Regions from separate parts of the Bombyx mori genome. Here region 1 is linked to region 2. A link is a contact called in public Hi-C data. All regions are on one chromosome and are shown on one strand. Each heading gives the region's core, a stretch centred on a gene start, on an enhancer-like site or on the middle of the called end of the contact. The rest is flanking DNA. Distances are from core to core; before and after follow the strand shown.

Region 1 (6,863 bases), core at 2,565-5,064, 37 kb after region 2:
ATTGTTACGTAATTGTTACAGGACACCTTTTTATTACAGTACGAAGATTAGTAATGTCAACACAATATACAATTCTAAAAGTAAATTCAAAACAATAAATTTAAAAACAAAACGGGACCAAAATCGTAAGTACTCATTTAGCTGTCTCTATCGCAACATTTTTATCAATATACAAATAATCTCTATGATCATGACACTCGCTTTAGTTGCGAAGTTGTTTCAAGAATAAAATAACGAAATTATGATATCTCTAGGTGGTTGAGTATTTTTTCTTTCTCCTGTTCGCCTGTTCAAAAAAGATTTTTTCAAGGGAACAGCTTACATGAGCAGGGCTTACGAAATTAAAATAATATGTACTCGTTTAAAATGGTTTTGTATAGTTTTTGTGTGATGTTTTTGGAAAAGAGGTAACTATATAATTATATTTTTTGGCGATTTTTTCGGAGAAATAGAGTTATGGCGACTTAATAGCGTCTTCTTGAATATTTTGATTTCCTTTGAGCGTCAGTCCATGCTGTGTCAGTTTCACTGGATTTCTACGGGCCCTTTCGAAGCCGGGGCTTGTATTATTCGATCATCATCACACGTTCTGGAGCCATGTTGTGGGTTTGTTAAATTAGAACACTATAAAAGACGTCATCATTTTTCCATACAAGCGTTGTCATGATCCATATGCCAAGACAGATCAAAGTCTACAAGGCTAGGAGAGCGGGTAGGGCTGGCTCGCGCAAATTATCACTACAGCCCCACGGGGAGCCGGGTTGAAATAGGCTCTGTGCCAACTCATCACGCCTAATGCATTTACTAGGACTTTTAGGTTCAATTCTTTACACACAATCGCGGTGAGACCCGACGATGTGACGCACTGGGAAATCTGCCCGATCCTATCATCGCATCAGTTGGTACGAGAATACAATATTACGCCTTATCCCTGACAGAGAGCCCTACCATTTGTTGGATTGTGATGTTTCGAAATAAAGCTGATTTCGCTGGGTCACATTGGATGCAGGTGGCAACGGACTAGCCGCACTGGAGTTCAATTTGTGAGGCCTATGTACAGCAATGGACATAGGCTGAGATGATGATGATGGTTAATCACAATCGAGTTTATTTTAAATTGTATTTTCTAGATCCGTTTTAAATTAAAACCACAACGTCAGCTTGTTGAGTATTTGTAAACGTTCAAAAATCAGTTCAGTAAAACAGTACATGTTTACATTCTAGTTTATCACAGACTTGTTTAGAAAATACTGGATCAATGGGAACCAATTGAATTAGAAAGTGTTGCGACTTTCTCCATCCAATTTAAAATTATCGTTTCAACTCCTAGTTTGGAACAATGAGTGAAGTTTACGGACAATGGATGTATGCAATTTAGGGATGCACGATTTTGTGTTGTGAATCGTATACCACCGGATCGATTCTATAATCGTATCTCGATTCTATTAAGTATAGTTCGTTACAGAAGTGTCGTTACTTTAAAGAAAAATTATCAATAAATGGTGGCTATTAGTAAAGTTTGTGATGTGGTTTTTTTTAAAGAAAGGAAAGAATTGGATTTTTTTTCCATTTTATTCCGTTATTAGCTGAACAAAAATTCCACTCACTGAATTTACTTTGCGGCAATTAGTAACATAAGTGACCATAATGTCACAAAAGAAAAGATAATTCAAAATATCTATTACTATCGTAATCAAAAAAGCGAATATATATAGCTATGAACACAAACAAGACACAGAGAACACAAGCAGTAGACAGTGGCTTAGTCCATGGGCGACGGTAACCACTCACCATCAAGGGCCTACAAGGGCAATAAAAAAAAAACAAGAAGTGCAAGAACAATTGATAGCTTTCTTTATAGTATTTCAACATAAGCTTAATTTTCTACTGATGGCAATGAAATAAAATGACAAGTTCAATAGTAACGGAAGTTTGACAGTAATTGGTCAGACTTCATTGAGATAACCAAGCGCCTCTACGTCTATTTGTTGATCTTAACAAATTAATTGGACAAGCTTAGCAGTTTTTGGATACGAATTAACCAGATGATTTGATTCGCCTTAATTTCTTATCTATGTCGCTTGAAGACTGCTTGTCAATGAATTGGTTTGAAAACACCTACTATTCTAATTGAACGTCGCTTAAAGTCGGTTTAAAATAACATATGTTCAATGTATTTTGACAGCTTATTCGAAATCGTCTTCAAGTTTACATTTTAAGAGTTTTTGAATGAACTATGTCGCATGTTGTAACGTATTTTTTTATTGTTCAGTTGAGTGAACGAGTTTATAGCCCACCTGATCTTAAGTGGTCCCTGTGGTGGTTGTGGGTATCCATCTTGAAAATTTGAGGTCGAGGTCTTAATGTATTATGTACAGCCGGAACGCATGACGGCTTCGCGGCAGAAATATACCTTTTTATGTATTCATATGAATTATAATCTTGTTATTGAATTTATGTATTCATATGCATTATCTTGAAATATCTTTGTTAATTGTAATTATATGTATAATAATACGTGTAAGTATTGTACGGTAATGAATATAAGAAAACCAATTTTTTTTACTATAATGTGCGAGTGATGTGTGTCGCGAGTAGGTACCTATATGGAGTCTTCGAAAACCGTCAATTTCAGAATTTGGCGCTCTTTTCTCCAAATAAACATCGCATGTAAGCAAATTCGCTTATAGAGGTTATCTCTAGCAGAAAATTGCTTTGCATCTCCAAGGAAATATCACGGACAGGGAAATCGTTTTTACGTAAGTTACGAAACCGCTTGTGAAAAAAAGACATAAGTAGGTAGGTTTTTATTTATTTATTGCCTAGATGTGTGGACGAGCTCACAGCCCACCTGGTGTTAAGTGGTTACTGGAGCCCATGGACATCTACAACGTAGACGCGCCACCCACCTTGAGATATAAGTTCTAAAGTCTCAGTATAGTAACAACGGCTTCCCCTACCCTTCAAACCGAAACGCATTACTGTTTCACGGCAGAAATAGGCAGGGCGGTGGTACCTACCCGCGCGGACTCACAAGTGGTCCTACCACCAGTAATTACGCAAATTATAATTTTGCAGTACCTAAAAGCTACTCGAATAATATTTCGCAAAGTAATTCTTGCTCGTTATTTTTTTAAGAGCTGTTTTTATATGCTGTGACCGAATGTTATATATTTAAATGAACGTTTAAATATTTAAATACGGCTACGGGCAGATACTGACATTTTCATAAGCGGGGACTAACTAATTTGGTTGCGTGCGAGGGAGGACGCGCGAGGGTGCATGTCACGCGACTGGCCCCAACACACTGTTACATATTCATCATCCGTATAATATGCTTCATTATTATTACATACGATGAAGATTGAAATCGTTACTTTGAATTCGAAAAAAATTATTACCTCACGTCCCATATTAAGCAAACTCTCATTTGCTCATCTACTGTAATAAAGCTCAAAAACTTGATTTGATTTCCTAACTACCTAACACGGAGTTTTCTGTGGCCACGTAGTATTCGATACGTTAGAAATAATACATATAGCGATTAGGCTGTGTTCAATATAATATTATATTTAAACCTTATGGCCTAGGATATGATGTTTTAGAAGCCAATAAAACAGAATAATCCATCATGATAGATAAGCGTTGTCGTTCTAGTAATTAAATACCTATGCTTAAAACTGCAGGAATACCAAGATTGTTTATAAATGGGGAATTAATTTTTTGCTTAAACACTTTTGACGACGGGTGACGTGCTCGCGTTCCTATTTTAGTACACAATAATGGGGTATATTTGCTGCTAACGATTGGAGGGTTCGTACCAGTGTGGAGAGCCCAGTGAGTCACCATAGCCGTCTATTCGGCGCCGTCAGGACACGCACTGTCTTGTCCACCCTCCCACTTTAAAGTTATAATAAAGGGCTTAATTGCAGAAAGTTATTGGTCACTATAAGAATTTCGATGAAGATTTTTGTCATGTTCAATCGTTTCGCTTACTCAAAGTAGGTAAAGATGTTACTCAGTTTATGTATTATAATTCCTTATTCCTTGGATGAAGATGGAAGAATATTATTACTTTTTTGATAACTCAGCTTGTATTCCTATTATATATGTTAGTGTTATTTTATGTGTGATCAAAATGTACGTTAATAAATCTATTTTATTGTTCTACATTTAAAAATATAAAATTTTCAATAATGAAGAAATAACAAGTAGTAGTAATTCTTAATTGTTGCTTGGAACTATTGTAGAATGTAAACGCAGTTGGAGGATTAGGACAATGAACAAACAAATTGTATTTTAATTTAAAGGAAGTTAGTCCTTTTGACGTGACAACGTCTTATAATTCGATGGAGCCGGCTGCACGCATGAAAAAACATGACTCATGTGGCGTTACCTCGCTCTGAGGCGTTCCAGTTAAGGCTTGAAGTGCAGAGCGCGCAATGAGCGACAAAGAGGCACAATCGGCCTCAGCGTTCGGCAGCGTTCGACATCTGTCTCTCTCCTACTTGAGTGAGCGATGCATCCGCGTGGACAGCTGCTATACAATAATACATTTACATGTTTTCGTCATATCAAGTATGAAGTTCAGTGAAAAGTGAATGTGGTGTCAATTGTTTAAAGCAACGATAATTGCGATAACTTAAAAACGAAACCATTCCATTGGTTGATTCCATTTTCTTATAACGTTGTCACGTTCAACTATCGTCAGTAAACCGACTTTACAGACAACCGACTTTTTTTTAAATTTTGTTTACTGAATTGACGTTGCAATATGACCGAAAAATTTGTACCTACGTCCTATACGTTGTGCTTGCGATGTTTAATATAATATTGCGGGCGTTGCAACAAGCCGGCTCCTAGCGGCGCGGCGGCGGCGGTGAGGCCGAGAGCCAGCTGTGACCGCACTTCCATCAGGATAATGTTACACACGGCGCACACCACCTTGCGGCTTGGCACTCAGCTTTCGACGCACGATGCCAAATATTACACACATCCCACCAACAGGGATATGTGTTAACAAATACAAATATTACGCTAGACTTGAGCGGCTCTTAACCGAATATTTAATAAAGCTTTTTTTATTGCATAGATGGGTGGGTGAGCTCACAACCCACCTGGTGTTAAGTGGTCACTGGAGCTCATAGACATCTACAACGTAAATGCGCCATTCACCTTGAGATATAAGTTCTAATGTCTCAGTATAGTTACAACGGCTGCTCCACCTTTCAAACCGAAACGCATTACTGCTTCACAGCAGAAATAGGCGGGGTGGTGGTACCTACCCGCGCGGACTCACAAGAGCTCTTACCACCAGTAATTACGCAAATTATAATTTTGTGGGTTTCATTTTTATTACACGATGTTTTTCCTTCACCGTGGAAGTCAATCGTGAACATTTGTTAAGTACGTATTTCAGGCAACAAAGTTAGTACTTTCGTTAGTAAAATCTAATTACACATATATACTTAGTCATCGTATCGACTTATTATTAAGTGCAAGGGTGAGTCAAAAGTAAAAGGGTAAACCGCTTGACTGAATCACAGATTCACAGACACTCTTTTGTATTTTATTTAAGCCGTGAACCAGTTAGATGAGACATGAAATAAGTTCAGGGAGACGAAATGGCAGACGAACGTCGTGGCGTGTGTGCTGCGGGTTCTTTTTATAGACAAGGCGCCGAGACGCAAATAAAGCCAATCAGACGAACGGCCGACGTAGACTGCTTCTGCATTACTTTTCTGCTTTGAAACAGCAATGAGTACGTTATTTTATTTATTTATACTTATTGTACACAAAAAGAAAATACAATAAAACAGATTTAAAGAATGTCCAAATACTATGTAGGTACAAAGGCGAGCTTAACTCATTCATGAGTTTTCTTCCAGCAAACCATTAGCAGAGAGAAATACGATGTATAACAGGGGAATAGTGTACAATATAAAAGCTAATTAAAGCATGAATTTTAAACTAAACTTTAAAAAAAAACTAATATAAAATGAAAAGTACATATAAATAAACATACATAAAACAATAACTTAAATACAATTAAAGTGACAGGAAATGTATCTTCATTTGACTCTTAAAAACTTCTAGAGAGGGACTAGCACGAATAGGTTGAGGGAGAGAATTCCATAATCGCACTGCTTGTATTGTGAAAGAGCCACTTTATTAACAATATTTTTAAGCCAAACTTCAGAAACTTTAATCGTGTAAAAATACTAGAACGTTTTCTTCTTAGTATGTTCTTTTAGAATTCATTTATATTATTCAAATTTCAATGGAGGTTAACGTACTTTCACCACTTTAGTTTCAGACGGTTTATAGTACGTAGTTGTAGCTTAAATAGCATTTAAGTCTAGTTTCAAGGGATAACAATCTCATTTAGCTGTTAGGATTCTAAAATTTAATGATGAACGGTAAGTCAGAAGACCTTTTAAAATTAGAATAGGACATAAAAGGACGATGTGATAAAAATACCACATTTATACAGTATTGGAGATTTTTAAGTTAAACAGTTACTTTAAAATTTACCACAATAATTCTATCTATATATTAATACGTGAAGCAAAAACTTTGTATCCCTTTTTACGAAAATTGCGCGGACGGAGGAGTATGAAACTTTCCACACTTATAGAGAATATAGAGAAGAAGTGCACAATGCTAATTTTTTTTTAAATAATGCATAAAAGATACATTAAATCAATAAAGAAAACATTACACACACTACATACCATGTATTTGACGCACACACGCATGCATACCTACTATTTATTGTCAAACTTTTGTTCTTGACGTCTGTTGTCAAATTGAGAATAGATTAAATATTGTTTGTCTTTGTTAATATTTTTTATAGTGTAGTC
Region 2 (7,163 bases), core at 3,211-5,710:
AATGTAATAAGCATTAAATTTCTCCAGAAATATTTTACTATGGCAACCGGCAGACAAGCTAACGGTCAACTTCATAGGATCTGTGTAGCAGCAATATGCACCGTCGACTTAACGTACAATAATCGCTATAAAACTTCACCTGTGTTATCGTCTAATATTAATTATAAAATGATTAATAAAATCTTAGCAGCAGCAAAAAGTGCCAGCCGGCACATGTGGCAGTCTCGGTTTATTTTCTTTATAATAGTTCCCCATTTTGCCCTCATCGAGGGCCAGGTAAGAACCAGAACGAATAAAAAAAACTTTTTAGTGAAGTGTGTTTTAAATTATTCCAAAATTTCAGTATTGCATTATTTATATTTTAGTGGTTACCTAATAGTTTATTTGTAATAATAAAAAATATTTTTTAGCTACCTGATAAATCCGTACTTTAAATAAAAACGAACATATTAAGTGTATAAATTACTCTTAGAAATGTGTTAACATGCAAATGTATAATTTACCTACAATTACAAAAATAAGCAAGCACCTAGAGTTGATTCACAGGTTTCAATAAAATGACCGAAAAAGTCTAAACATGTATAACTTTTTCTAAATCTGCGTTGTCCGAATAAAGGCCCACGGGTCGCATGTGACCTGCGTTTCAATATTTGTGCGGTCTGCAGAAAGTATAAATCGTGCCGCAATAAAAATAATTTTAAACTTAAAAACTATGGACATAAAGTTCTATTTAATAAAACATATAAAAAAATGTATGAAAATAGCCGCGGATTTTTATTCCTTGACGTCCGATTGTTTATGACCCGCCAGTTCATGTCATAATTTTTTTGGACTCTTCTTATTCTTCGATGCTCTAAACAGCCCACGTCTAAGGTATTGTAATGAAATTATGGTCGGAAAAAACCTAATTATTTTATGTACATACTTAAAATCGATTCATTTGCCGAGATTGAATTTCTAGGAAAATAATAGTATGTAGAGATATTGCTTTAGTTCAAATTATAATAAAATTGAATATTGAAATCATAGGTATTACTTTAGTGTAAAAAAATTTTGTACTTTTAATATTTATAAAGGTTTTCCACTTATTTTGGTGTGAGTCTAAAATCATTTTGTACCTGTTGTAGGATTATTTTTCGGTTCGTGCCAGATGTTGTCTGGGACCTTACCTGCGAGAACGTTGTTACGGTCACAAAGCTACCGTTTCACCAATTGTAAAAAGCAAAACTAAATTTTAAAAACATTATAATAATTTTTTGGCGTGATACAAAATTATAAGATTTCACTGACGTATTTTTTATTTATTTATTTTTTATTGCTTAGATGGGTAGACGAGCTCACAGCCCACCTGGTGTTAAGTGGTTACTGGAGCCCATAGACATCCATAACGTAAATGCGCCACCCACCTTGAGATATAAGTTCTAAGGTCTCAGTATAGTTACAACGGCTGCCCCACCCTTCAAACCGAAACGCATTACTGCTTCACGGCAGAAATAGGCAGGGCGGTGGTACCTATCCGCGCGGACTCACAAGAGGTCCTACCACCAGTAAGACATACTATTAATGTGTCCATATAATACTGAACTTTCTCCTAAATAACGTATTACGAGAGATAAGTTAGAAGTATAAGATTACTGATAGGAAGAGCAGGTAGTGGAAACGGGTACGCCGCGGTGGGTTATCGCGAACATTTGTCACAAGCAGGCCTATTCATCGTATGATAAAATGCTCCCTAAGCAATCTAAATTTAACTTTGTATGTAACTTATATTTTATGCATTGCAAATCTCACGAAATAAAATTAGACAGTGTACTTGATAAGTTAATATCTTGGAATTATTTGACTTGGCTGATATAACTTAGCGCCGAATTACGTTATCTGATAAGAGTCGGTTTACGATCTCGTTGGAGCCTATTTGCATATCAGCAACCCGAGTGCGGAGTGTGCCACAAAGCCGGGACAATATATTTTGGCAAAAAACGACGTCGTTATCTCAAGCTATTGTACAAAACACCTAGTAAAGAGGTTCTTGTGCCGGCGTCGTTCCACAATATAAATAGCCTTGCAAAAATACACTCCCTTATACTAATGTATTGTGTAAATTAGATATTAAGTGTGAAAAATCCTTAATCCGCTGACCTCTGATATTCCTCCTTAAGACTGATTTACTATGTTCTTTTATTTTAAAGTTAGAGAAAGGAAAATTCAATTAAATTAAAAAAAGTCTAAATTGATAAATTTCGTAATAAATACAATATTGTGGAAATGGTTAATTGAGTTATTGGTATTCACACAAAATATTCACGGAGAGCGCATCTCTCTCATCACCCTGCCGGATACCCTATTAAACGAGGACAAGTGCCTATAAACAGAATTCGAATATGAAATATCTATAAAAATATAGTGACTTCGATTGGAGTTCGAACCCGATATCCCTGGTACGGTAGCCAGGTTCACTAAATACTAGACCATCCAGCCATGTGATCAAATAGAACGTTATTCTTATGTTAAAAGTTGTATGTCAAAAATTTTTTGATATCAACAAGATTTCTTAAAGTACAGACTTTTGATGGAACACGCCGCACATATTAATACTTTTGACAATAGCTATAACATCGCTTGCGTGACCAAAGAATTAGAGCGGCATGGTAATGACTCTTACGAAAGGAATCATGATGGCATTTTATATCTTTCACGGAAGATTACGAACATACCTTTGAATGAATGGTTCAAGAATCGTAACTGAAGAATGCAGGTTTATTTTTATCATTCCAGTTATGGTTATTACAATCACACTTTTGGTATTTGTTGCAGACATGTACCTAGCAACGAATCTATTCTTCGTTGTAAATATATTTCAATGGTCGAGCGATAAACAATCCTTGGAAGTTTTGAAGTGAAATACCCTTTCTACGAATCTGTTGTTTGTATTAAATTATTACATTAATTATCTAAGCCTTTTGTTTTCTATATCTATATTTGGAAGTACGCGATTTATAAGAAAATTGAGTCTTAAATAATTCCACAGGTCTGTTCTATTTGAATCTTAAGGTATAAGGTATAAGTATTCAAGTCCACATGTAAAGAAAAACCCATATTCTTCACTGTACATAATATGGATGGGCAACAAGATAAGTTTTGAATAAAAGTGCGGTTATTATAAATAAAAATGCAGTAATACCAAATGGCTTGTTTCGTATGAGAGCGGTAGACGGTAGGCAGCGGCTTGGCTCTGCCCCTGGCATTGCTGAAGTCCATGGGCAACGGTAACCACTCACCATCAGGTGGGCCGTATGCTCGTCTGCCTACAAGGGCAATAAAAAAAAAAAAAAATCTGACTCCGATTTTTACATGTAACATTTGTATGTATTTACTTTGAGTTTTAGTTTTAATAGCAGAACAATCGCTTTATTTCCTAAAGAAGATTTATTATGTTTATGTATGTAAAACATGATCAAAAGTCAAAGTAGTATCACAAATACTTCAGATTTATTCCGCATTCATGGTATTCTCACAAACTTTTTCTTAGTGTTCATAATAATAAAAAAATGAATGATCCTCACATATCATAATCTAGATAATATGTAGCTAATACATTTTTGATAGTCTTGCCGGTACGTCTAATTCAAATAGAGGCGGCGGCGGGTACGGATAGCTGGACATCAGTTAAATAGCGAGGTATTGTGCTCGGTGCGCTAATGGGCGCGTAATTGGTACGAGGTCAACGGCGGTCACCAACCGGCCGCAGTTTCACCTGGACTATGCTCTTTCATCCCGTGCAACTGAGAAATGCTCCCGGCACACGTCGTTTCCCAACCGTAAGATTTAATTATACATGTAATTGAATCAGATCTTGAGTTCAGTTTCATAGCGCTACGCTTGTTTACGAGACCTGAGATCACGCGTACCGGGATATCGACTGCTTTGGTACTTATACTGTTTATATGAATATTTTATTGACTGATATTCATATTTTTAATAAGCTTATCTACATGAGATTTAACATTTACTAGGCTTAAACCATTATTGAGCTATGAGCACTCTTCTATTGCAAACGTTCTTAGGTTTGAGATAGGCACATACAGAAATATGCAATAAATAAATATGTTTATAGGTTTTTCTAAAAGAAATATGGCGTGCAGTGTGTTCTCGATTGTTCACAATTTCCTGCAATGTACTAATTACTACTCCGTTAAAGATCACTGTAACGCAGTTCACTAGTCAGCTACCCTAAAGTCGTTATTTAAAATAAAACCAAAACCAACAAATATGCTGTTACAAGAAAAATTATCGCATTCACTTTTGTATCGAAGTAAAAGTCAAGGCTATGAACCAGAATGTCAACATAGACCTTGAGAAACTGAAAATAGATAGAGGCTTGTAGGGCAGGACAATGTATAAGGTAAAGTTAGGAGAGAACCGGCGTGTCGGCCGCCATGTCCTTGTTCTCTGACAGGAAGTCACTCATTGTGTATCCTCGGTGACCTGTGTCCACGACCGAACTACTCTGGGCGCCCTCAGTATTAAAGTACATATTATCTCGGTACAATGTCTGTTTCAACCATGATGTAATCAGTAAACATGTTTATGTTTTTCATTTGTAAATATCCAATCAAGATAGCTTTTTGCGTTCATAATTAATACTAATTTGTTACTACAAATACAAATTGCTTATTAAATTAAATAAATTATTAATTAAAACGAGAAAACAAAAAAGATGGCCTATGACTTTACATATACGATTAATAGGAATTGGAAAGACCAATTACTGTGGTACTATTTATTTCTCTGACATTCCTTTCAAGGGCTCCTCTGAAGAACTAGAGAACAAAAAATGACAATTTTAAAAATACTTAAGGTATCTTACTTTATCTTTATAGCATATATATTCTTTAAATAAATAATTGGGTTATGGATTGTACCAAAAACAATAATAATAATAATATTTAAAATTTAAATGTAAGCAGGTATAGTTTATTTAATAATAGCAAAACTTGAAATTTGAGACTTTTTCATAAACGCCGCAGAATTACATAGTCATATTTTGTTTTATTCTTTCGATTCCCTGCCATCCCATCAAAATGCTTATTAATGTTTTCTTTTCCTCAATATTTATTTCTGTTTCTAAAGACCTAACTTAGCGTTTTCCTATCGTTATCGTTGTAGGAAACTATTCATTTCTTCAAGATTCATAGCACTACAATTTCCTATAATATGATGTTCTTTTAAAAACGAGGTGTTTAAGTGTATAGGTGTTATTGAAGGTGTTATTGTATAGGTGTTATTGGTTGTAATAACAACAAATTGTTATTACAACCAATAACACCTATACAATAACACCTTACTACTACTAACCAATAGGTTAGTGTATAGTGTAATAGGTGTTATTTGCTGGATTTTGATGCTTGTGGCTTTGGAAGTAGGAAGACGGTGTAATTACTTGGTGTGACGTCACGCTCGCCTGCTCGACTCCCACGCGAAACGCCGCCCTCTTATCGTGACAATTAAATCGCATTGACCTCCAACATCTGACTCTTAAAGTTTCTCCGACGAACTTGTCAATTAAAAATGTGAAGAGATAAGAGAGCGTATGTAATCCCTACGTATAAACCGACATTGCTAATAAACAGATGGCTTTAACGTACAAGAGAGTACGATTTAGACGAATTAAAAACTAATTATAGTCTACATAGTTTAGCGATTCATGATATTCTATGCTCTTATTTGCTCGGAAATGTCTCATGAATTTCTCTATACTAATTTAAAACAAAGTAACAATATAAAAATCACTTTTACGGTTTAATCTCGTGTTTTTTATTAATATTCAATAATATTATAGTATACATATATATAATCGTAGAAAATTTTGAATATTTTACTTTTTTCTTGGTCACGGACGGTCAGTCGTAATTAAAAATAAAAATAGTTTTAATTATCTTTACGACTCATAAAAACCGAAGGCAATGCTAAATGAGCAATAGTCAAGTACAATGAATATGACAGGATCTACTTAAACGATTCCTGAGATCATGAAATTTGTATGCATAATCGAATTTATAGTATGCAAATCCTTCTGGTTGAGCCCGTGCTCGCCCTCGTGTCCTAGTGAAACTGGAAAGGGCTTTGAAGCATCAGTAATCGTTCCTTCCCATAAGAGACTGGGACACAACACAGGAATGTTAGAATATAAAAAGAAGTAAAACTCAAATTGGGTCATAAAACAAATTAAAATCTACTTTTATCATTTATATATGTAGAAACCGTCCGTATCGTACACTTATTCAACATGATAGCACTATCTGAACACAAATAAAACATTTATCATATATTTTTTTGGGTAATTAAAATGGAATGAGCCAAAAAAATACGAATCTGTCAAATATTAAAGATATCATGTTGAAACTGTGATCTTTTACTTTTGTCTTTATCATGGGGCTTCTTGTTATTATTCACCATAAGCTAGGCAGCAAGAGTGCATCTACATAATTTCGGTACGGTACCTACTTCTATCAAATTTTAGCATAATTTGGTAAAATGTTAACATTCACTATGCGACTACATATATTAATTGAATGAATTAAAAGCTCTCTCTCTAGTTTTATTTGGCTTTAATTATTATGTTGCTTTGCAGTTTCACTTCCGTTTCACTCGGAACTACAGCGTGAGGTCATTGTTAAGAAGGATGGATTACAAAAAAAATGTGATTAATTAATCTAAAGTACATACCGAGTGTGAGAATCTTAGACAAGTTTTCTTATTCAAATTTTTAGTCTCACGAACGCCAGAAACAAAGCAGATAGCTTAGCCGCTGATGTCCATTGCTGTAGAACGAGATTTCTCACAAGTGTGAATAATATTGTGTCGCTCATGGCGCTGTTGTGATTACGAAAAACAAAAACCTTACTTAGATTTAACAAGTAAAGTAATTTACTATAATCGCCTGTGTTCTTAACGCATGACAATAGGCCCAACTAAGAGGTTCAATCGTTGAATTTCACACGATACTCAACATCAATGCGGGCTTTGAAGTTAGACAGAACGATACCGCAGAACATTATTAGTTCGATAAAAAAAAAAGATGTGTGATGTCGTGGGACACCGGATAGGAAAATATTAATTTTAAGTTCTATTCGAGGTATAAAGAAAATAATTATTCAGGTATA

Evidence for each region. A called contact is a pair of places that touch in the nucleus more often than the background predicts.
Region 1: a contact with region 2 is called in a Hi-C map of middle silk gland, with 1.6 times the contacts expected there. The contact joins two enhancer-like sites. A contact is called at or near these places in 2 of 7 Hi-C or Micro-C datasets (middle silk gland and whole pupa).

The regions. Positions count from the first base shown.
Region 1 is chr5:10,817,372-10,824,234 of ASM3026992v2, forward strand. All of the region lies in intron 2 of LOC101741638 (semaphorin-1A), which reads right to left. Among protein-coding and RNA genes, the nearest start is that of LOC101741401, 28 kb to the left of the region's middle. Within about 2 kb of position 3,815, at least 3 of the 8 cell types and tissues checked have open chromatin away from gene starts, as enhancers often do.
Region 2 is chr5:10,779,966-10,787,128 of ASM3026992v2, forward strand. The region is part of intron 2 of LOC101741638 (semaphorin-1A); the gene reads right to left. LOC101741497 reads left to right here. Exons shown (of 4, transcript XR_009973220.1): 4 at 2,815-2,950. Among protein-coding and RNA genes, the nearest start is that of LOC101741401, 9.7 kb to the right of the region's middle. Within about 2 kb of position 4,461, at least 4 of the 8 cell types and tissues checked have open chromatin away from gene starts, as enhancers often do.